4 separate regions of the Mus musculus genome follow, and regions 2, 3 and 4 are each linked to region 1. The links are chromatin contacts, called in public Hi-C and HiChIP or PLAC-seq maps. All regions are on one chromosome and are shown on one strand. Each heading gives the region's core, a stretch centred on a gene start, on an enhancer-like site or on the middle of the called end of the contact. The rest is flanking DNA. Distances are from core to core; before and after follow the strand shown. Region 1 holds the start of Fndc1 (fibronectin type III domain containing 1). Region 2 has its middle 45 kb from the start of Gm36458. Region 3 has its middle 33 kb from the start of Gm33086. Region 4 has its middle 53 kb from the start of Gm33086.

The links. Hi-C and Micro-C count contacts between places; a contact is called where the count stands out from the background. HiChIP or PLAC-seq counts read pairs in DNA pulled down with a chosen protein or histone mark.
Region 2: an H3K4me3 HiChIP or PLAC-seq map of embryonic stem cells shows a contact between it and region 1, with 10 times the contacts expected there. The contact joins the enhancer-like site here to the promoter of Fndc1 in region 1. A contact is called at or near these places in 14 of 39 promoter capture datasets (3T3-L1-derived adipocytes, the C10 cell line, the HPC-7 cell line and 11 more), 1 of 15 datasets of contacts at CTCF or cohesin (the NIH/3T3 cell line), 2 of 484 Hi-C or Micro-C datasets (bone marrow-derived macrophages and embryonic fibroblasts), 15 of 115 datasets of contacts at active chromatin or transcription factors (VIP interneurons, craniofacial prominence, embryonic basal ganglia and 9 more) and 1 of 9 other capture datasets (adipose tissue).
Region 3: a contact with region 1 is called in a Hi-C map of muscle stem cells, with 1.8 times the contacts expected there. The contact joins the enhancer-like site here to the promoter of Fndc1 in region 1. A contact is called at or near these places in 12 of 39 promoter capture datasets (3T3-L1-derived adipocytes, the C10 cell line, the HPC-7 cell line and 8 more), 1 of 15 datasets of contacts at CTCF or cohesin (the NIH/3T3 cell line), 4 of 484 Hi-C or Micro-C datasets (cranial neural crest, embryonic stem cells, muscle stem cells and 1 more), 14 of 115 datasets of contacts at active chromatin or transcription factors (craniofacial prominence, embryonic basal ganglia, embryonic forebrain and 4 more) and 2 of 9 other capture datasets (adipose tissue and pancreatic islet).
Region 4: an H3K27ac HiChIP or PLAC-seq map of VIP interneurons shows a contact between it and region 1, with 9 times the contacts expected there. The contact joins the enhancer-like site here to the promoter of Fndc1 in region 1. A contact is called at or near these places in 11 of 39 promoter capture datasets (the 3T3-L1 cell line, the C10 cell line, cranial neural crest and 7 more), 1 of 15 datasets of contacts at CTCF or cohesin (embryonic stem cells), 8 of 484 Hi-C or Micro-C datasets (bone marrow-derived macrophages, cranial neural crest, embryonic fibroblasts and 4 more), 18 of 115 datasets of contacts at active chromatin or transcription factors (VIP interneurons, craniofacial prominence, embryonic basal ganglia and 5 more) and 2 of 9 other capture datasets (adipose tissue and pancreatic islet).

The regions. Positions count from the first base shown.
Region 1 is chr17:7,823,846-7,829,852 of GRCm38.p6, forward strand. It overlaps Fndc1 (fibronectin type III domain containing 1), which reads right to left and starts at 3,457. Exons shown (of 21, transcript NM_001081416.2): 1 at 3,173-3,457. The coding sequence starts at 3,272.
Region 2 is chr17:7,459,203-7,464,662 of GRCm38.p6, forward strand. No RefSeq gene overlaps it. Among named protein-coding and RNA genes, the nearest start is that of Gm36458, 45 kb to the left of the region's middle. Within about 2 kb of position 2,184, at least 36 of the 459 cell types and tissues checked have an H3K27ac peak or open chromatin away from gene starts, as enhancers often do. A contact at or near this core is called in craniofacial prominence, embryonic basal ganglia, embryonic limb bud and 3 more, where this site is marked.
Region 3 is chr17:7,540,425-7,545,722 of GRCm38.p6, forward strand. No RefSeq gene overlaps it. Among named protein-coding and RNA genes, the nearest start is that of Gm33086, 33 kb to the right of the region's middle. Within about 2 kb of position 2,762, at least 6 of the 459 cell types and tissues checked have an H3K27ac peak or open chromatin away from gene starts, as enhancers often do. A contact at or near this core is called in adipose tissue and muscle stem cells, where this site is marked.
Region 4 is chr17:7,519,917-7,525,976 of GRCm38.p6, forward strand. No RefSeq gene overlaps it. Among named protein-coding and RNA genes, the nearest start is that of Gm33086, 53 kb to the right of the region's middle. Within about 2 kb of position 1,480, at least 30 of the 459 cell types and tissues checked have an H3K27ac peak or open chromatin away from gene starts, as enhancers often do. A contact at or near this core is called in VIP interneurons and neural stem cells, where this site is marked.

The DNA.
Region 1 (6,007 bases), core at 2,207-4,706:
CATTCCTATCACCATGGCCATAAAAAAGGTTTCTAATACAGAGAAGTATTTCAAGCCTACCAGGGGAGAGACAGCTTAGCTGCATTCAAGTTTTAACTTATGAAACTCAAGTTGCAGGCTGGAGAGATGGCTCAGGGGTTAAGAGCACTGACTGCTCCTCCAAAGGTCCTGAGTTCAAATCCCAGCAACCACATGGTGGCTCACAACCATCTGTAATGAGATCTGATGCCCTCTTCTGGTGCTGTCTGAAGACAGCTACAGTGTAGTTACATATAATAATAAATGAAATCTTTAGGCCAGAGAGAGCAGGGTCGACTGGAATGAGCCAGACTGACTGGAGTGAGCAACCTTCATTCCCAGAAACCACCGATGGCTCACAACCATCAGTACAGCTACAGTGTACCCATAAACATAAAATAAATAAATAAAGTCTTTTTTTAAAAATTGAAATTCCTCACTAGATTTTGTTTGTTTTTGTTTTTTTTTTTTTTTTTTTGTTTTGTTTTGCTTTGTTTTTTGTTTTTTGAGACAAGGTTTCTCTGTATAGCCCAGGCTGTCCTGGAACTCACTTTGTAGACCAGGCTGGCTTTGAACTCAGAAATCCTCCTGCCTCTGCCTCCCGAGTGCTGGGACTAAAGGTGTGCGCCACCACCTCCCGGCCTCTTTGATTTTTTTTTTTTTTTAAAGAAAGAAATTCAAGTTGCATCACTGACAAGAAATTTGTGCAGTTACTTAACGAGAGATATCAGGCTCAGTTTGCTCATTTCTGGAGGGAAAAAAATTGTGAGAGTTATCCAAGTAGGCAACTATAGTTTGTCTGTAGATTTTTTTTTTTTAGAGTAAATACCGCATTCTTCTTATAAAGCAAGTCATTCGAGTGCTGACTGGGAGTCCCGCAGGTGCTTATCCCTGGGGTTAAACTCTTAGTATTTTCAGGCTCCAAGCGGTGGACCCTGTCAGATACCATTTATTACCCAGTAAGCTTTTGTTCACTCATGTGAACATCAACCCAGGAAAGAGGCTGGGACTGAACTCATATCACTTTGAGAATGACTTTGGCCTTGCAGATTCATTAAAAAGCTCTTTAGCTTTAAAGAAGAAAATAGAGATGATCCCTAGCCCTCCCTGAGTGTCTACTGTAAACGCATAGATGGTTTCAGGCCTTCAGACTGGGAGCACCCCTGTTCTTTAATGTTTGCCTAGTAGCCTATGGCAGGAATGGGTGCGGTGGGGGAGGGGCATCACCTGCTTACTTTGCTCTGTTTTAATCTGTCCTGAGTTGCAGGGATCTTCCAGGTGTGCTGGAAGAAGAATAACACCTCTAGCGCTGCAACAGTGTGCTAACTGTCAGCGTAGCTCTGGGTAATTTGCCTTACCAGAAATGCTGGACCCAAAAGAGGAGGAATGGGGCTGACAGTAGCCACTTGCAGGAAGCATGAGTTACGTCTGCCCGTGGCTTTGCCCCACTAGACGCAAATCCAAGCAGCTGCTGCAACTGGGAATGGCAAGACAGACAGACAGGAAGGCTCCTCAAGGAGCCCATGGAATAAATTACATGCTGCTTCGTGATTTCTTCCCTGACACAGGAGCCTTCTGCAGGCTGCTATGTCCACTTCTTCCCTTCCCTAATTGAACTTAAGTACAGTAAATAGGCACTTGGAAATGCGCTTGTCTCCTCTGTCCGTTTCCAGTCTGGTCATCATTTCACTGCAGATCCCACGTCAACACAGTAGAGAGAAGTGCCAACAAGCCGCCCAGTTCCAACATTCCACAGTGCAGTGATTTGCAGAGCAGAGAGCCAAAGAAAGTGCAGCTGACAATGCTGTCGAGCCCATGAGGAGCACGACAAGCCCTGCCTTCCCACGTTCACAAGCAGAACCCATCCTAAGGTGACCATGGACACGGGAAGAAAGGAGGCTGGAACCACCACAAAGCTCACTTTCCAAGGCCCCCACTCTCAGATCGCTTTCTGTAACAAGAACCCTTTCACTGGAAAGAGTGGAACACTTGAGCTTAGAAAGAACGAAGCCTTTGGATTGTAGGTGGGGAAGCTGGGAGGCTAGAAGAGATTTATTCTGTCAGACATTGTATAAAATATGAAGGGAATACTTGCCTTGAGATCATAAATGGAAGAGAAAGGACCCCTACTTCTGTATGACCCTTTTAGAAAAAGGGAACTCAACACCAGAATACGTAGCACCCGATACTACCAAGAGGTCACCAAGCGCTCTCCCTTTATCCTTATGGGGAGCGCAATACAGACACCAGCATGCAAAACTAGTGGCCCCTGTTGGAAAAGAAGTTTGTTTTGTTTTGTTGTTTTCAGCCCTGCTGCCACTGAATAATACCAGAAAGGGGAAGGGGAGTCCACTTTTCAGGTTCCTACAAATTGATGCCATAAACAAAAGTCATGGTTTCCAAGTGTGGAAATGCATGCATGCTAGACACGAAGACGCCAAGGACATAGGCGTGAAAGCCCACTACTGTGTAACCATCTGGACGCTGGTGAAACACGCAAGAAAGCAGAGTCAGCTAAGCCTCTTGTGCAAAGCAAGTGTCCATCCAGGCTGCAGCCTGGCCTTTGGAGTGGGTTAGGCTCTCTGGAACTCACTGACGGTCCCACTTCCCTCTCCCTCCTCGAAAGACAAATGTCTTCTTCCAGCTGCAAAGTTCCCAAGCTTAGGACTTCAGTTGCTGCTGGTCCTGGAGTACAGTCCTGCCCCTCAGTTTCCATCTGAGTTCCCTCAGTGACCTTATCCAACATCGAGACAGGTGAAGAAGATGACAGAAAGATGCTCACCCTCAACCCGGAGGAGAGTCTGACCAAAGAGAGTGCCCCCCCCCCCGACTTCTATCCCCCCCAGACTCCCACCCCCACCCCCAGTGCGATGCCCAAAGTCACTTCTCCTTTCCTTTGCCTGGATCTCCAGGGCACTTAGACAAGTTTCAGTCCCCAGTTCTCTTGTGTGTTCCGTGTCCACACTTCTCCCATACTCAGAGTGCCTAGTGCCCACACCTAGCACGCCCTGACTCCACTCACGAGGATGCACAGGTTAGTGACAAGACACGCACGCGGGCAACACAGAGCCAGTGTGGGACAGTGGTCCCCCAGAGTGACAAGCGGGTGGGCAGAGGACAGCCTAGCCGACCGCAGAGTCAGGCGTGCGCGTACCTGGGGGTCCTGCTGAGGTAGCCACCGGTAGCAGCGCCGCCAGGAGCAGCAGTGCCGCCCTGAGCAGCAGGCGCGGGGACGCCCTGGCCTCGGGGGCCATCGGAAGCCCGGGATGCGCGGGGACCGAGCGTAGGTGGCTGGCAGGGCGCGGGCCGCAGTGAGAGGAACGCAGAGCAACGCCGTCGGGTGCCCGTGGCTGGGTGTCCGGTGTCCTGTGCGAGCGGCGGTGCAGCCCCTAGGCGACCGCTCCTGGCCACGCACCGCGGCCAGCCGCGCTCTGCCACTGAGGCCACCCGCTGCCCGCAGCTCCTTTTAGATGCGCTCGGGCGCCCCCTGCCTGCGCGCTCGCGATGAGACCCCACGAGGCGGGCGGGGCGCAAGTCCCGGAACCCCATTCGATTTTTGTGAAATTAAAAATCTGCACCAGGAAGAGTGACCAGGAAAGTTCCCTCCCTTTGTCTAAGTCTCTAATACGCTCTGGCCAGGAAAGTGACCTATTATAAACAATCGGTGCTAAGATGAGGCGTGAACTTTGTCTCCTTAAACCTCTGTGTAGTTTCATCTTCAGGGACCGGGTCAGGACCCTCCACCTTTTTCTGCACATGACAGTGGTCTGTGGGCTCTCGATATCCTTCCTACGCAGCCGGAGCTCTTGGGAAAGGATGAGGAGCCGTACTCGCTGAGGGAGCTCCTGGCTGTCATTGCGCAGGAGCCTGTGATCCCAATTGAAACAGAAGCTGACTTTAAGCACGCCGCAAAAAGCCCTGCCAAGAACTCATTTGACCTCCCTTTCTGTAATTTAAACACCGCCTTGGGATCCCGCTGTGCGGGATAACAGACTGGGTTTTGGTCCACTCCCAGCCTCAGACACTAGTGGAGTAGGAGCGTCCTTGCAGGCGACAAAGACTCGCGCTAGGGAAGCAGAGTGCTGCTCTCTGCAAACCAACCTGATGCCACTGGCACAGGACAGACAGAACATGGAATCGGTTCGCCCACATAGCAACCCCAAACTTGACCAGGACGCTAAACAAAGTCTGGAAGGGTGGTACTGAAATACGGAATCTCTATTCGGAAACAAAAATTACAAAATCAAGACATCCACACGCTGAGCCCAGGCTGGCACCTCTTGCCTAACTGTGACCTGCAGTGAAGTCTCCAGGTCCCCCCCAGGAAGGCTCTCCACTGATCCCCTCTTTAGAGTTCGGGAACCTTCTACAATTGAACAGATGCTCTTGCCTCTCCCCTTAGGGCTCTAGTTAGTCTGGCCTCTGGCTTTTGTGTCCCCAGCTTGATCTTCCTTTAAGAGTGTCAGGTTCCTTCCGCACTCCTCTCTCTCTCTCTCTCTCTCTCTCTCTCTCTCTCTCTCTCTCTAGTGTATTCCAAGTCAGTGGATCCAGGGCTCCTGTGGTCAGCTCTAGCTGGTCAGTCAGAGGTGGAAATCTCTCTAGATAACAGAATCTTCTCTTCTTCCTCAGTCCATGGTGGTGAAGGGCAGTGGCCATGGTTTGCTGAAACTCAGTTCCCAAAAATGTGTGTCTGCCTTCATCACTGGAGGCTACACGGGGGTGGCTCATGGTTCAACTGAACATTCTCAGAGAGTTTAGGCTATGAATGTAGCACGTATGTGTATAAAAAGAAGAGAGGGACTTGATCTGTATATAAGAGAAGACATGTGACCACAGATAATGGGCTATGGGAGACCAGGAGAGGTAGGCAGTCAAAGACCAAAGGATTCAAGCAGCTACCCAAAGCCAGAAGAGGCAAAGGACGGCTCTCTCCAGGGCCCTGCAGCCCCAGCTGTAAGCCCGGCAGATCTAATTTTAGACCCGAGTCTCTACAACCATGACAAAAGAAATTTCCAAAGTTTATGCCACCCACCCAATGTGTGATGCTTTGTTATAGTGGCCAGAGGAGTCTAATATAGTAGCCAAAGTGAGCCATGGTTCTGGCTGCAAGAGATGTGGCCCAAGAAAAGGGAACCTCCCACGGAAAGCCACCAAACAGGGATCAGGTGCTGGGCTCAGAACTCTGAGCAGGACAGAGAGAAAAACCAGGAATAGGCTCTCATGACCCAGGGAAGACTAGGGCACACAGCTGGGATATCAGTAGGGCATGAGAACCAGAAACATCCCAGGATCATCTGGAAAAGACAGCTAGGAAGACTGATGGGCTATGGAGAAAAGAGATTGGCAGTGCACAATGGCATTCTGTCCTCAGCCCGCTCTGTGGGACTTTTGTACCTTCAAGATGTCATTCCTTAGTTTAGAGTCAACAAAATTTATTGTGTGACATCTCAGCAGACAGTGGGTTCCTTCTTTTAGCTTGAGACACATTTACCTCCCACCCCATAAGGTGGCTCATTAGAGTAACCGCCTTCTGTGGGCTCTTCAGAGAGCACGGGATAAATCAAGTGCCAGCGTTAGAGTCTGGACAACCAACCAGAAGTCAGCTGAGGGCTGCTGGGCACCCAGTGATGTGGCCAACGGCTACACATCCCAGGGTTACAGGCTCCTGATGCCACACCTAGCATTTCCATGGATGCTGCAGGTCTGAACTGGTCCTCTTGCCTTCACAGAAGCATTTTACCAACTGCACCATCTCCCCATCCCTACTTCTAGGTTCAAAACACACGCACGCACACGCACACGCACACGCACACGCACACACACACGCACACGGCAGGGGGAGGGGGTCAACTCACTTAAGAGTCATTGCCATTGGTCCAGCACATAACCGTCTCAGAAATGTAGGCATGCTGACATTTTCCTGGCTTGTTTTTGAGACAGGGTCTCACGTGTTCTAGGCTGGCTTCAAGCTCACCACTTAGTGAGAATG
Region 2 (5,460 bases), core at 934-3,433, 370 kb before region 1:
CCAAACATCCTATATTTTATCGGGGTGGTGTGGCGCATTTGAATTATTTCTTAATTTTTATACAGAGTTAGCCATCCACATCCTCAGATTCAAGATGCTGTGAATCCAGAGTATTTGAAAAAAGATCGTAAGAATGTATATTTTTTTGTCATTTTTCCTTAAGCAGTTGAGCTTATCTACACAACATTTACATTATATATCAGTGTCTTAGGTTTTCCATTGCTGTGAAGAGACACCATGACCAAGGCAGCTTCTATAAGGACAGCATTTAACTGGGGGTGGGTTGCAGGTTCAGAGGTTCAGTCCACTGTCAGCATGGCAGGAAACATGGCAGTGTGCGGGCAGACATGGTGCTGGAGCCGAGAGTTCTAGATCTTGATGTGCAGGCAGCAGGAGTCTGTGTGTAACACTGGGCATAGCTTGAAATGTAAGACCTCAAAACCCGACCCCACAGTGGCATACTTCCACCAACAAGGCCACACCTCTTAATAGTGCCACTCCCTATGGCCAAGCATTCAAACACTTGAATTTATGGGGCCATTCCTATTCAAACCACCACAGTTAGGTATGACAAACAGTAGAGGTGACTTAAAGAGCATGGGACGATGCCCATGGACTCCATATGAATGCTACATTTGCTTTATTTATTTATTTATTTATTTTGGTTTTTTGAGGCAGGGTTTCTCTGTGTAGTCCTGGCTGTCCTGGAACTCACTCTGTAGACCAGGCTGGCCTTGAACTCAGAAATCTGATTGCCTCTGCCTCCCAAGTGCTGGGATTAAGGGTGTGTACCACCACTGCCCAGCTTACACATGCTTTATAGAAAGGGATTCAAGCATCTTTAGACTTTGGTATCTGTGAGGTCCTGGAAATAACCTTATTCAGATACTGTGAGATACTGTATGCTGGTTGTTTCAATTTTTTCTATTGTAAATATTATTAAAAGCGGGAAGCATCCTGCATGCCCATTTCCCCATATTTTATTTTAGCTAGGGGTCACTGTGTAGATTACACAGGCAAGGACTGAGGGCCATGTGCAGAGTCCCAGGAGGCAGCGGTCCAAGGAGCCTAGACTTGACATCTATCCTGCCTCCTTATCAATATGTATCAATATGTATCAATCAATACATATCAATACGATCTTCTCTATAGCTTTTTCACTTGTTTGTTTTCAGGGTCCCTCAAGTTCTTCAGAATGTGTGGAAGTCAACCCCCTGCCCCTGCCCCTGCCCCCGCCCCCGCCCCTGCCCCGCCCTGCCCTGCCCTGGCCACACGCTGGTGAAGGGACCTGAAGATTTCATGACAAATTGTGTTGCTTGAATCCAAAGTGCTGCACCACAATTCTGGTTGGTGGGGGAGAAACCAAAGACTGTATGTGGTTTTTCTTTTTATGCAACCAAATATCAAACACTTGCATTTTTGAGAGAAGGTCTCTCTGTGTAGCCCTGTCTCTCCTGGAGCTCACCCTGTAGACCAAACTGGCCTTGAACTCAGAGATCCCCCTGCTTCTGCCTCCCAGGTACTGGCATTAAAAACATGCAGCACCTAGTCTGGCTTTTGCTTCATCTTAAGTATTTATTTTCTTCCCCTTTCCTTTTCCTTTCATGGAGAGCCATAGTGCTTCTGTGCAAGCAGGCAGGAGAGACTTGTGCAAATGCAGAAAGTTTCACAGTACGTGTGCCGGCTTGACTGTGACCCTGAAGATATGTGCCAGAAACTATGCCCTCAGAGCCCTGTTGTCCTCGGAGGTGGCATCTAATGGGCATAATTTGGGTTATTGGGACTCTTCCTCATGAATAGCTTCATGCTGTTATTGTGACAATACATCCTTTATAAAACAAGGAGTTTTTCTGCTGCCCTCACCTCTGCTGTGGAATGCCTTCCACCTTGGGATGTCCCAGCAAGAGGGCCCTGGCCAGAGCCAACACCTTGACTATTCTCCCAGCCTCTACAGCAATCTCGTCTAAACATTTTTTTAGAAACAAAATTTTGACTTATTTCGATGCTGTGAGTGATATTACAGAATTTTAAAATAGTACCAGCCAGTTGCAGTAGGGTAAACAATCTCTATCATGTACGGCGTCGCTGTGTGCCTGACAAAGAAGGCTAACCCCTGGGCTTCTCAGGGCAGCCCTAGTAGGAAGCACAGGCTGCTTTTCTCTGTCTCACTCAGCACTGGGGAAGGAGTTTGGACAATGGTTGCTTTGTTAGCTAACTGCATGCTGATCCCTCTGCTACTAGGAGCCAGCGCGGGGAGACCCAACTCTCAGGAGTTGGCTGCTCTGCTGCAGACATCTTAATGACTCCAAACTTGTATTTTAACCCAGCAAGAAAGTCACTGTCAAAGAGAATGGTAATTAGTCGTGGGTTTTTAAATAATTTACGAACTTCAATAAGAACAAAATCCTAAAGTAGTAATGTGTTTCAAATTTGAATTTGTAACAGCTGGGCTCTTTTTGTCTGTTCTAAGTATAATTTTATTATTCTAAATATTTTCTTTGTGTTCAGAAAAAAGTTCTACCTTTATTTTAATGTTCTGGCCAATGCATTCCAAATTAGGTCCCAGTTCATGCGTATGTCTTTTTTTTTTTTTTTTTTTTTCCCTTGGAGACAGTCTTTTGTAGCCCAGGCTAGTCTTGGACTCCTTCACGTTTTGGGTGCCAGGATTATAGAATTTGAATACCATGTACTACTTATATGTTTGTATCTTTAAAGAGAACTCCATACAGGACTAAGGTTTTTAAAATGGCAAATTTGCCAAACCAACATCTGCTTATCCCTTCAGAATATGTACATATATTCCAAGTTACATATAAATAGACAATTTGAAATAAGCTCCTTCTAAAAGCCTCACAAGCCAACTCCATTTCCCTGTCTGCCTTCCTCTTTCCCTCTCTTCCCCTCTCTCTCCCTTTCTTCTTCCTCCTTCCCTTTGTTCCTCTCTCTCCCTTGCTCCCCTCCTCTTTCCTCTCTCCTTTTTTCTTCCTTCCCCTTGAATTTTCTTTCATAGGTGCGAGAGAAAGCAACTCCCCTTGTGTCTGTACCCCAAGCTTGAAAGGACAATGCTGGGATTTGAATAAAAGTACCTCATAGGCTTGTTTGTGTCTTGAGTTCTTGGTCACTTGGTGCTAATGTGAAGGCTGTGGGGCTTTTAGGAGGTAGGACCTGGCTGTAGGGAGATAGGTCTTTGGTGTTAGTGCCTGGTTCTAATTCCAACCTAGCTCTCTCCTCCAGCCACGTGAAGACCTACTACCTTCGCTGGTGTCCCGAGGGATCCCTACTGTGACTGAAGTCCCTCTGAAACCATGAGCCCAAATAAATTCTTTCTCTCTAAGGTTGTTTCTCTCAGGTATTTTGGTCACAGCGACACAAACAAAAATAACACAGAAAGTTGGTTCGACAGAGGTAGGGCCATGCTCACAAACCCAGCTATCTGCTTCTTAGGACTTTGGAAGCCGCTTTTAGAAGAATGTTGAAGAGTTTAGAGATTTGAGCCAGAGAAGCTTGAGAATGCTGTAAGCTGAGCTTAGTGAGCCATTCTGGTGGGAGTTCAGACTGGGACGCTGATGGAGGTTGTGATGGTTGATCTTGACTGTCAACTTGACCCTCCTAGGAAAAGGGAACCTCAGTTGAAGAATTGTCACTGTTAGATTGGCCTGTGGCCTATCTGTGGGACGTTTTCTTGTCTGATGCTCCATGGGTACACATGAGTGTCCAGCTCACTGTGGGCGTTTCCATCCCTATGAAGGTGGGCCTGAGCTGAATGTGAGTCTGGAGCAAGCTAGTAAACAGCATTCATCCATGCTCTCTGCTTCAGTTCCTATCTCCAGGCTTCTGCCTTGTGTCTCTGCCTTGGCTTCCCTTGACGGACTGTAACCTGTAAGCTGAGATGAGCCTTTTCCTTCCCACATGGCTTTTGGTTGTGGTGTTTGGCAACAGGAAACAAACTAGGATGGAAGTGTAGACAGGAGAGACCGCTCTTGAGGTATCACACAGGAACAATGACTACCAGGAACTAAACTGGAGGTCATTTTAACTCCATCACTATCAGCCTGCCTCTGGACCATGCCCTGAAAATGAAGTCATTCTGGATTAAAAAGTAACAGACTAGTAATTGTCAGTGAGAATTTCAAGACAGCTTAACAGGCTATTTGTGACTGCTTTGAGCCAGGGATATACTAAGAATTATGAAACAAAGAGCAGTAAGAAGAAGAAAAAGATGTTTGGATAGGAAAAGTGTGTTTAACACAGACAAAGCAAAGTGGTTGTAACTGTGAGAACATTATTAGAGAGAAGCTGTATGCTCTGAACTATGACCATAGGCAAGGTCACAGAGCCACGTGGAACCTTCCCAAGAGAAAAAAATGCAAACCCATGAGGAAGACTTTCCACTTGAAGAGAGTCGCAGCGCTGTTCTGATTTAGCGGGGCTGCCCGGTAAAGGTATTTATTTATTTATTTATTTATTTGTTTATTTATTTATTTAATCAGTTCAGTTACTACATCTGTAGTACAAGTGTTCTGGACTCCACAAATATTCTGCTATCTTTAGCTGACAGTGGAATTGTCCGTGGGGTGTTACCTTTGCAAGCACGCAGAGCAGTAGAGTTGTAGTCATGGGGGCTTACACCAACTGTGATGCCTATTCTTGGTTGTTAAATCTATGTACATCTGGAATTAACTAAAACCCCAAAAATGGAGGAGCACACCTGTGAGGGATTTTTACTTAATTTGAAGTGGGAAGTTCTATTTCTAATCCAGATCTTTAAGGTGGGGAGATACACTTTTAACCCAGATCTTTTGAGGTGGGAAGACCCACATCTCATCTGGGCCATACTTTCCGCTGGAAGTCTAGGTGAAGACATGAAAGAAGGATGTTTGCCCTCTCTTTGACTGCTTGCCTTTGATTCTTTCACTGGCATTAGAGCTAACACCTTCACGATTTCAGAATATACTGAAAGCAGCTGAGACATCCAGCCTTGTGGACCGAACAATGAATTCATTCTTGGACGTTCCATTGGTAGAAAGCCATTGTTGGATTAGCAGGACCACAGCCTGTAAGTCAGTCTAATAAATCCATACACACACACACACACACACACACACACACACACACACACACTCATTCTACAAGTTCTGTTCCTCTAGAGAACCCAGTCCCCCCATCTTTCCTTTTCCTCTTCCTCTTCCCTTCCCACCTTCTTCCTCCCGCCACTTCTCCTTTTTGCCCAACCCCCATTGTCTCCCACTTCTTTTTATTCTCTGAGATGTTGGGGTTGGAAGCCAGGACTTTGTGTCTGTTAGGCAAATGCCCTACCACGGAGCTATGCCCGAGTGTGCCAGTTTGTTTTCCTTTTAGCATTTCTGTATAAGTGCATATCAAACTGGATAAAAGAAGCTTTTGGGACCTGAATGGAGGGGCTTGTGAGTCCTTCTTGACCCAGTCCCTGAATATTTGTGT
Region 3 (5,298 bases), core at 1,512-4,011, 280 kb before region 1:
CACACATGTGGTACTTAGATATAATATACAGGGAATACACACACATAAAATAAAAAAACAAATAAAAAGGGTTATTGGTACTATTTCTAAGGGACAAGTTTCAGCTAAATTCATAAGTGAAGTCTGATGTCATGATTAGGTTTGTGAATTCTGGGAGTGATGTGCTTGGATTCTAAGCTCAGCCTTTTTAAGTTCTTATGATTCAGATTCATCATCTATGAAAGCAAGCCCACCTGCCTGATTCATTGTGAGCACTTAGCATATATAATGTTGAGGACAAGACCTGGCTTGAAATGTTTGACACTGACAGGCTAGTCTCATTATTTACTGGAGTTAGAAACATAATATATTTTTTATTAGTATGTATTAAAGTCACAGATTGTATAAGTAGAGGACTTTCAATTTGAAAAAGAAGAAACTAAGAACTTTCAAAAGCATAACTATCTGTAGCCAAAGCCAACCAGGGATGCTAAGACAGAAGACCCTGTTAACCCAAGGAAGGAGTTTATGAATAAAGAGACACTGCCTTATGGCAGTCTGGTGTTCGCTGTGGAGTAGGGAAGTGTATATGGATACCCACTCATTGGAGAAGGACGTAAGCATGAGTATGCAGGTGCTTATGGAGATCAGAAGAGGGCAGCAGATTCCCTGGAACTGGGGATACGGGTAACTATGAGTTCCTTGACGTGGGTGCTGGGACCTGAACTCAGGTCCTCTTCAAGAGCAACAAGTGTTCTTACCTGCTGAGCTATATCTCCAGCATAACCCATAAACTGGCTGTTTTGTTTTGATTTGTTTCCTTTGAAAGCTTATATCATGTCCCAGTCTCCGCAGTCTCCGACCAGCGGAGACAAGAACGACATGGACACCAAGGTGGGTTCACGTAACAGCTTCTTTACTTGTTCTCCTTCTTGCAGCTTTTCTTACGACCGCAGCTTCTACTACTTACAACAGCTTCTCTTACTACAACTAGCTTCTACTTAGGGCAAGGGCTAAACTCCTATCTCGTGGCAACTCCTACAAGCTTCCTATACTGACCTCATCTAGCTCCACCCACATCATCCAATCATAATTCACACACACTCCAGGCACGAGCTCAGGTCGGTCACCAATAGGCTGACAGGTCCGGATCACGAGGGATAGTCTAGCCCGGCAGGCAGCCCACGCTGCAGCCTCACCGTCATGCTTGGGCAAGGCAGTAAACATCTTGGCCCATGCAGCTGCACCCGCTTCCCGCAATATCATTTGACCTGAAATTTCTTAAGATGCATTCAAACAAAATAGTCAGGACGAAATTGAAAGACTCACAGCATGAGGACTCCCCCACATTCTGACTCAGGAGAGGCGACACCCCAAATCATTCTCGAGAAATGGTCTTGATGCAAACTGTAAGAGGTTTATTTGGGAAAGACCAGTGCACTGGAGACGACTCATATCCCACGCAGGGGTAGAGGAGTCAACCACGAGCTCAAGGGGTAAGGGGTTTATAAAGGCAAAAACCACAAACACCTGGCATTGGGCTATAGAAAGGCAAAAACCACAAACACCTGGCATAAATAATTTTTCATGCTCTCTCAGGATTTTTCAAAATTCACATTTGCAAGGATCATCTTCGAGGCAGGCGCTATATCTCTGCTATGATGTGTGTGTCTCCAAAAGTTTGTGTACTGGAAAGCTAATTCTAAGTACACATCACAGTGGTGTGGAAGTGGGGCCTTTGGAAGCTAGTTAGGGTTAGATGCATTCATCAAGGTGGGACAACCATGTTGATGCTGATGGCTTTGTTTCACCGTGTTGGCCCTGTGTCAGGCTGTGGTGCAGCAAACAGTCCTTCACCAGCATCATGTTCCTGGGCTTTCCAACCTCCAGAACTCCCGAGTTAAGTGTGCTTCTATTCCTTATAAAATTTTCAGTTTGTGATATTCCATTATTACAACAGAAAACAGACATGGATAACACACAGTAGCCAGAAATAAAAATCAATGAAAGTAGTGGACAATAGGGAACTTTTTGTTAGTCAATAAAGATAGGTATATCTATATATATGTATATGTCTAGTATATGTGCATGTGTATGTATAGTAGTATATGTGTATGTATATGTACATATATAGTAGCTGAGGATTATTTCATCATGGGAAATGTGAAGATTATAATTTTAAGTACAAAAAGGTTCTAAAAATCCTTCTTATGATCATCATGGGAATCTCCCTGTGGGATGGAGGAGTTTGTGTCTCAGGCACTGAGTCACCATACCCCTTCCCCAGGTTATCCAGTTAGGGCAGACAGTGACCTGCTGCCCTAACCATGGCTCTTTGATACAGTCTGGTGATGACACATGAATCCTCAAATTGCTTACTAGGAAACAGTGGCTCCTTCTTTGAGTCACTAGAAGGATGGAATGCATGTTATCCTTCTATGAAACCCTCTTTGCCCCTGAAGAGAAGGCAACTATTTCCCAAGTAGATATGACATGTGATTCCAGATAAAACAGTCTGTTAATCTGCAGAAAGAACAAGAGGGAAGAAAAGGTTTGGAGCAAGAAATAGTTTCTTTTGGCTAAACAACAGTAGACGTTATCCTGGAACAAATGAGAGGGAAATCTGAGTCCCCGACAGCTGGGAAGATGGAAGATTCCATGAAAGCTCTTATGCAATGGGTCAAAAATTCTGAAGCTTGTTTTAAAAAAATTGCTATGTCCCAAATATGGTACTAAAGAACAAAGTGGTCGTGTGGCCACTGCACACCCTGGAATGAGAAGACTAGTGTTCACTGGCAGATCCTGGTCAAAATCACTGCAGAGAGGAGACAGTAGACAAAAACTCACTCAATTATTCCATAAGAAGTTTTGCAATTGATCTCTGCTTCCTACATAGTTGCCACTTGGTACAATTATTTAAATCAAACTCCACCCATATATGAGGTCATATGTTTCAGGCAGGGGAACACAGTGCCTTAGAGCAGAGCAGTTTAGAGGAAAATGCACCAACACAAGCCTTCTTGAGGTGGTGCACAGACACAGACAACTTCTACTTCGTAGAGACTGTTCTGTAGCTGATGAGCCCACTCACAAGGGCTCTGTGCACTTTACCTATTGTAAATACTCAAGTTTAGTTAAGAAAGACTAAGCCATTTCAAATTTATATTTTTATTTTATTTTTTCAAAACATATTCACTTATTTAGGGTGGCAGATCCCCTGGAACTGGAGTTACAGACAGTTGTGAGCTGCCATGTGGGTGCAAGGAATTGAACTCGGGTCCATTGGAAGAGCAGTCAATGCTTTTAACCATTGCAGCCATCTTTCTAGCCCCTAGAATTTACTTTTAATCTTTAGTTGTGCATATGTATGTGTGCCTGTGTGAGGTTTTGTGCACACTGGTACCCAAGGAAGCAGGAGAGGGTGCAGGAGTCCCAGGAGCTGGAGTTACTTATAGGTGGCCTTGAATCACCTGATGTGGGTGCTGGGAATTATTCTTGGGCCCTTCTTCTTCAAGAGCACTGCATACTTGTAACTGCCATGCCATCTTTCCAGCCCCAGACTAAGCCACTTCATATCCAACACTGAAATTAATGAAGTACCTTCAGACACTTGTTTTGATTATTCTAAATCTTTAAAAGATTCTACCCCATCCTCCTCAAATTGTTCACAGAGCAGAAGGAAGGAAGTCTGGAAAGCTCACTTGACAAAGCCAGTCCTAGCCGGCTAAGAACAACAGAAACGAGACTGATTTTTCTGATCAATATGGATATAAAAATTCTCAAAAAAATGCTTGTACGTGTATTCAAGAACTCATCAACAGGATCATACACTGTGACCGAGTTCTTTTCATGTCATGCACGCAAGGTTGGCCCAACATCTGCAAGTTTCTTCTTTTGCAAACTGTCTTTCTCATCCAAGGCAGAGCTGGAAATGTCCAGTGTTGGCTTCAAATATATCGCTCTAGAAATCCCAACCATGCAATGCTGCTCCCAGGAAGTAGCAGCATCATTATCCATTGTTACTAACACCTGTGAGTGAATTCACGGTTGTCTCCCCTCCTCAGGCTAGACAACGATGACAGTTAGGAGCGGGGTCACATGGGGAACCAATAGGGAATGTAATCTCTTTTTGGAAAATTGGTTTTCATAGGATGAAGGCAATTGTCCAGATTCTGAGCAGGAAGCCTGACTGGATGAAGAGATGGCAATGCAGCCAAGGTGTGCTGGAGGCAGGGGTGTGAGTGGTGCTCCATACTCCTAAAGTTTCCTCAGCATCTTGGCTCTGAACTTCTCACTCTAAACTCGCCTGCCCTTCCTGAACTGCTGTCCTTGTCTCCTGTGTGACAGAAGGAAGGTGTTGGGTGGGAGCCTTCTCTACTAGCCTGGAATCATCTTCTCACAATGGCCCCAGAAGTTGAAAGTTGATCTTTTCTTGCCACTTGTGTTTGTTAGCTTGTGGCTTTGCTTCTCGTTGTACTGTAATATAAGAAGGCTATGAGAAATACACTTTTGGCTGGTGTGGTAATGGACAGCAGCCCTGCCATACCTGTCTCTTGCATATTTTTTTCTAATTTTACTATAATCAGCTTCACACCCCCACTCAGAGGACTGGTCAACTTTGCACCGGCCAGTTTGGTACACTCTTAGAGTATGAATTGTCTGATGCTCTGGATAAAGTTGACTATTGTGTGAGACTTCAGTCTGATTCAGGTCCCCCCACCTCTAGAGCAGTAAACATGCAGGTACCCATGAGGGCCAGAAGAGGGTCTCAGATCCCTTGGACCTGGAATTAGAGGTAGTTGTGAGTTGCTGGATGTGGGTGGTTGGGAACTGAATTTGGCTCCTCTGGAAGAACAGAAAGCACTCTTAAATGCTGAGCCATCTGTCCAGCCCCATAGACCTAATTTCTGCTTTGCTTTGTCATCCTACGTGAACTCCTTGCCCTGTGCTGAAGTTCTTCTGGCTCTCTAGCGTCTTTCCTTCCCTCACAAATGCTAGATGTCTCTATTCCCTGTCTGTACTTCTACCTTCCTTTACCCCCCAGAGTCTTGAAGACTGTATACTCTGCACCCTGAGCCCTGTTCTGTCACCGAAATTAGCACCATCAAAGTCTGCAGCTGTTCCCCATTCCTCAATCTCATAAAACATGCTGTGACAGTCATCACATCTGGGTGCTGCCTCCTGGAAGTGCCTCTTTTAATTTTCAGGTGACTTCAATATTTATGAAGTACTAGCTCTTCATGAAAATACCTTCGATATTCTTATTTTGAAATCTCTGTGCAGCCACACGATTACACACCTCCTTCTCCCCCTCCTTTT
Region 4 (6,060 bases), core at 230-2,729, 310 kb before region 1:
TCCTGGGTTTGCTGTCCTCACCTATGTGAGTGAAGACTTTGAGAGGCAAGAAGAGGGTGTCTTAACCATTCTTTTTTGTTGCTTTGATAAATATCAAGACTGAAAGTGACTTGGGGGAGGGGAGGAAAGAATTTATTTTATCTTACTCCCCCAGATGATTAATTGATCCAGATCACAGTCATTCCTGGAAGGAAGTCTGGGAAGGAACTCAGGCAGGGGCTGAAGCAGGAATTATGGAGGATGCTGCTCACTGACTTACTCCATGGTTCACACCTCAGAGAGCTTTCTCTTACAGCCCAGGAAACTTGCCTAGGGATGGTGCAATGGGCTGGGCCCTCCCACACCAACCATCCATCAACCTCTCACAGACATGGGCACCAGCCAATTTGATTGAGGAAATCCTTTAGCTGAGGTTCTCTCTTCCTAGGTGACTTTAGTTTGTGTCAGGTTGGCAATAAAACTAGTCAGGATCGAGGGTTAAAGGATATGGAGTTGGGAGGGATGTTAGTGAGCAGAGGAAGAAGAGGAGAAGTTGATCCCATAACGTACTCAGGATGCATGAGGTCAGAGCTGGAGCTCAGTGTGGTTATTTGCATAAAGGAACAACCACACATTTCAAAAGATACAACTAGGGGCTGGAGAGATGGCTCAGCGGTTAAGAGCACTGACTGCTCTTCCAAGGTCCTGAGTAACTATCATATAAAAATCAGTGTGAAAAAAGTCCCATAATGCTAAAATGGCAAAGCCCAACTCTACCCTGTAATCTCTTGGATTGCTTTACTGCAGCTTAGACTTATGAATTAGTGGTAACATCTGAAGTCTTCAAGTAGGACCATTTTCCAGTGATTCTTGTATCTTCCCTTTTGATGTCCCCAAAGCCAGCAGTCAGGTGCATAGGCTTCAGACATCCACCGTGGCATGAGACACAGACAGTAAGGACATCCCTGCACTGAGGCTGCTGTTGGGGGTCACTTGGTCTCATCTACAGCAGGGTGGCTGGGATGCTGCTTCAGCAAGGCACAGGCTGTGTCTCTGGCTGGTCTTCCCCTGGAAATGTCATCACTGCTGGTCATCCAGGCATGACCTGAAGCAGGTTGGGCATCATGGGCCACACAGATTGTTCCTCCCTCCCGACTTTCCCGGGGTCCTGCAGGACATGGATCTTGCTGAAGGATGAAGTGGAGAAATAAGAGTATAGCCTTTGTCGGAGTGTTTCCTACGAGCAGTTTCCTAGCTAGAAACAGATGTTCTGCTGGCGTGCTGGCCAACATCAGAATATAAAGAAAACCGCCGTGTACAGCGTTCAAGGCATTCCCAGCTCTGGGTCTCAGCTCACAGTAGCTTCTCACATGCCTTAAAAAACAGAGAGGAAACCAGCCCTTTCCTGCTCTGCATTTTGAGGCCTTAAATCAACGTTGGTCCGGGTGGCTTCCTGTGGCAGGGTGAGGCTGGCTCTCTTCCGAGCTTCCATTCAGTCTTTCTCTTTTGTAGTGCAGCCGTGCATCTGTGGGAAGGGGCTGGGAGAATTTTGGCAGCTCCAGTGGAGACATTCTATAACTTGTCCATGGGAGCCAGCTGGCCCGTGACTAGGGTAGCACAGGCAGAGGTGAGTGGCAGAGGTCTCGAGTTGGCATCCAATTCCCAATTCTGGATTATCCGTAGCTGCCCAGTACTCTAGAAGCTACTGCTTAGGATAGTGTCTGGGTGGATTCATAGAAGAAAAAAAAATACAATAAAGGAGTGAGAAAGGGGGAGGGAAGAAAGGAGAGGGAGAGGGAGATATTCTGAAGGAACTTGTGTATGCCCACACACTGTTCCTGTTGCCTTTTAAAATTCCTTGTCAAGGTTAAAACATGGCTCTCATCTCAAAGGGGACAGAAGACATATAAATAGCTATGGCCCAGTGACAGTGATTCAATCCAACCTAGAGGCCTTGTTCCAACGTGGTAACAATTTTATTAAGTTTTTATGGTTACAAAACAAGAGAAAGACATAAACCAAGGCAAATTTCAAATCCATTGGTAGAAACATCAGTTAGGCAGGCTACAGTAGAGTATGGATGCTTCTCTGCTAGTGGCCTAAGACATCATCTAGTGACATTCTTAGTCTCTGGCTCGGTGGAAGCCAGGATTCTGTTAGTACATTTCAGAGAGATTTACCTAATACGCACAGGTTGGATCTTAGATCACATAGCCTTGGATGATAGGGGGTATTAAGGAGGTGTATTAGTTTGTGTCTATGTCACTGTGATAGAACATTCTGACCAAAAGCAACTAGGGGGAAGGAAAGGATTTGCTTGGCTGATACTTCCATGTCACAGTCTATCCTTGAGGGAAGTCAGGGCAGGAACTCAAAGCAGGAACCTGGAGACAGGAACTGAAGCAGAGACAATGAAGGTGCTCTGCACAGTGGCTTGTTCTTCATGGATTGTTCAGCTTGCTTTCTTATGTAAGCCAGATCTACCTGCCCAGGAGTGATACTCCCCACAGTGAGCTGGGCCCTCCAACATCAATCATTCATCAAGAAAATGCCCCACAGAATTGTCATAGGCCAATGTGATGGAGACAATTCTTCCACTGAGGTTCATTCTTAGGTGTCTCTCTGTAGTTTGTGACAAGATGACAAAAACAAAGCAGCGTAGGGGATGAAGACCATCCAAGATACTTTAGCTCTTGATGTGCAATATTTCAGTTCTCCACAATCTTGGAAGTTCCAATCAATCAATTGATCAATCAATCAATCAATCAATCAATCAATCAACTAAGCAAGCAAGCAACCAACTAACCAACCAACCAACCAACCAACCAATCAGCTTGTAGGACCTTTAACTCAGGTGTGGACTGAAATCCTTCTCCAGGAATTTTAGTCCATAGCTTGGTGGTCCTGAGTCAGAGATTTTTTTCTAGGACAAACAAGCAGGACGTCATGCCTTAGAGAGCGCCTAGTTTGATCTTACACTCTGATGGAGGAGAAATCATGGCAGAGGGAATTTAAACATTAGACATTCCTGACCTAGTTTATGGAGCCGAGAGTAGCATCTTCCTTTCTATACTGTTCCAAGTTCTGAAGTGTCCTGTCCCCTGCCTCCTGGAGGGCACAGGGTGCAGGGCTTGGTCGGGCCCTTTGCTGCCATCCTGGTTCTATGCACACTGTCCTCTCTCAGAGGCTTACCTAGGCCCACCCTCCTCTGTCCTGGTCAAACAGCCTATGACACCGTGACCTCCACATAAGACACAACACTTCACGTACGGGTTCAGTTTACTGACTCTCAAAACGTTGATTTACAGGGATGGGAATTCACACCAAAGGGGCACAAGCTTCCCAGGTCATAGAAGCCTTTGTCCTGTTCTGAGAAGCCATAGGTGCTGTCTTATGCTCTTCCCCCCAGCCAAGGCCTCCCTGCTGTTCCTCCAGCGCGTGCCCTCCCTTTCCCACGAGTGGCAGTTTGAACTAGAATGGCCTCCATGGGCCCACTGTTTGAATGCTTGGTCTCCGGCAGCCTGCCCGTTGCTCCTCGACATGGTGTTCATACTCTGAAACTGTAAGCAAGCCCCCAGTCAAATACTTTAGCTTGCAAGTTGCCCTTCTCATCGAATCTTTTCACAGCAATAGAAAAGTAACTAAGACACCACCTCTGGCACCCTCACAAGAGAGGTGACAGTTTATATTTCATCAACACTTCTCTTTCCAACTTAACTTTTTTTTTTTTTTTTTTTTTTTGGTTTTTTCGAGACAGGGTTTCTCTGTGTAGCCCTGGCTGTCCTGGAACTCACTCTGTAGACCAGGCTGGCCTCAAACTCAGAAATCCGCCTGCCTCTGCCTCCCAAGTGCTGGGATTAAAGGCGTGCGCCACCACCGCCCGGCTGACTTTTTAAAAAAAAAAAAAGAGATTTATTTATTTATTTTATGTATATGAGTACACACTGTAGCTGTACAGATGGGTGTGAGCCTTCATCTGGTTGTTGGGAATTGAATTTAGGACCTCTGCCCACTCTGGTCAACCCTGCTCGCTCCGGTAGACCCAGCTTGCTCTGCTCCAAAGATTTATTTATTATTATACATAAGTACACTGTAGCTGTCTTCAGGTACACCAGAAGAGGGCATCAGATCTCATTACCGGTGGTTGTGAGCCACCATGTGGTTGCTGGGATTTGAACTCAGGACCTCTGGAAGAGCAGCCAGTGCTCTTACCTGCTGAGTCATCTCACCAGCCCCCAATTTAACTTTTGATTGCCTTTGAGTAAAAGTCCACAAAGAGAGCTGGCAAGACGCCCACCATCTTTATTCCTGGGGATTGAACTCAGGTCATTGGGCCTGTGTTCCTTAACCACGTGAGCAGTTTCGCCAGCCCTACAAGATTTTAAGTGTAAACAAACATGAAGATTTTAGAAAAAAACTTCGCCTTTACTGAAGAGGTTCAGTATTAAGTAATCAAAATCCAACAAAGACAACACCTTAGTTTCTGAGGCAGATTCCTCCTTCCCCAGCCTTGCAACAGAAAAGTTTTCAATCTGGTCCCCTTTGCTGGATGTTCACCCTCCTTCCCACGTGGAACTGCAATTCGAGTTTAGGACAAGAGCTACACTCTCTTCATTTGAAAGAAACAACTTCATCTACACTCCCTAGCTTCACTTGGCAAAAGTGTGTTTGATTCTCTTTGCTTTGGTAGTTATTTCTCCTGTGATTTCTGGTTTTAAATGTCACGTATCCATTAGTGTAGCCTCCCCTCCCCCAGCCTTAATGGTTCCACTGTTTACACCTGGATGGAGCTTGCGGCTCAATCGTTCTGCCACGCCCACTGCTGGAACCTGCCTCTTTGCTGTTCGGAGCCATACACATGGTCACCCTGCTACTGGACTCCAGGACTATTTGGCGGGAATCGGCCCCCCTTCCCCTTCTTCATAACTGCGTGCGAAATAGTAAAATTGAGCTTTGATCAGAATGCCTGTCTTAGCTGCATCCTTTTCTCGCCCGCCTAGCCCTTCTTCTCTTCCAGGTTTCCAAAATGCCTTTCCAGGCTAGAACCCAGGCTGTGATCTGCTGGCCGGATACAACACATTAGCACGGTTAACTCTTTACTAACTTTGATTTCTAGAATAAACGTTTAAAAGCCATCAATTGCTGAAGAGATGGCTCAGTGGTTAAGAGCACTGGCTGCTCTTCTGGAGGCCCTGAGTTCAAATCCCAGCAACCACATGGTGGCTCACAACCATCTGTAATGAGATCTGATGCCCTCTTCTGGTGTGTCTGAAGATGGTGATGTTGTACTCATATACATAAAATAAATAAATCTTTAAAAGCCATCAATTGTGAGCTGTCAGTCATTGGAGCAGTCCGTAAACTGACAACTCTATCAATTGTAACTTTTAGAATTGTGTAGTTCCTCGGAATGTGATTTTCCTGGATGGTACAGGACATATTTGCTAATAGACTCAAATGAGTATAATAAGGAGCCCAAGAAATGACTTGTGAGTCAGACATAAGGTCACATTTCCCCCTCCTGTGTTCCTATGAGTCAGAAGGGCAAAAGGAAATTTAGTTTTGTTTTTGTTTTTGTTTTTGTTTTTTTTTTTTGAGACAGGGTTTCTCTGTGTAGCCTTGGCTGTCCTGGAACTCACTCTGTAGACCAGGCTGGCCTCAAACGCAGAGATCTGCCTGCCTCTGCCTCCCAAGTGCTGGGATTAAAGGTGTGTGCTACCACTGCCCGGCAGGACAAAAGGAAAAGGGAGAAAGAAATCTTATTAGATGCTCTGGAAGCAACACAAGGAAAATCTCTCTAGCGGAAGTAGGGTGTCCTTAGAGATTAACTGACAGTGTTTGACTCTTAAACCTACCTTTTGCTGTTCACTCTGGACTTTGGTCTATTTCTTTTTAAAAAGTTGAATTCAAGACTGCAGAACTGTGTGGGTCTAATGGGTTCTCAATTAGAAATTTTAATAACCGCAAAATTTTAAGCTCATACTTAGATTCTGTCCCCACACTCCATCACCCAGCTGAGGTCTTTCATGCACGTGCTATTTGCTTTCTTGGTAGTAGGTTTGGATCTCTAGTAGCCATCTT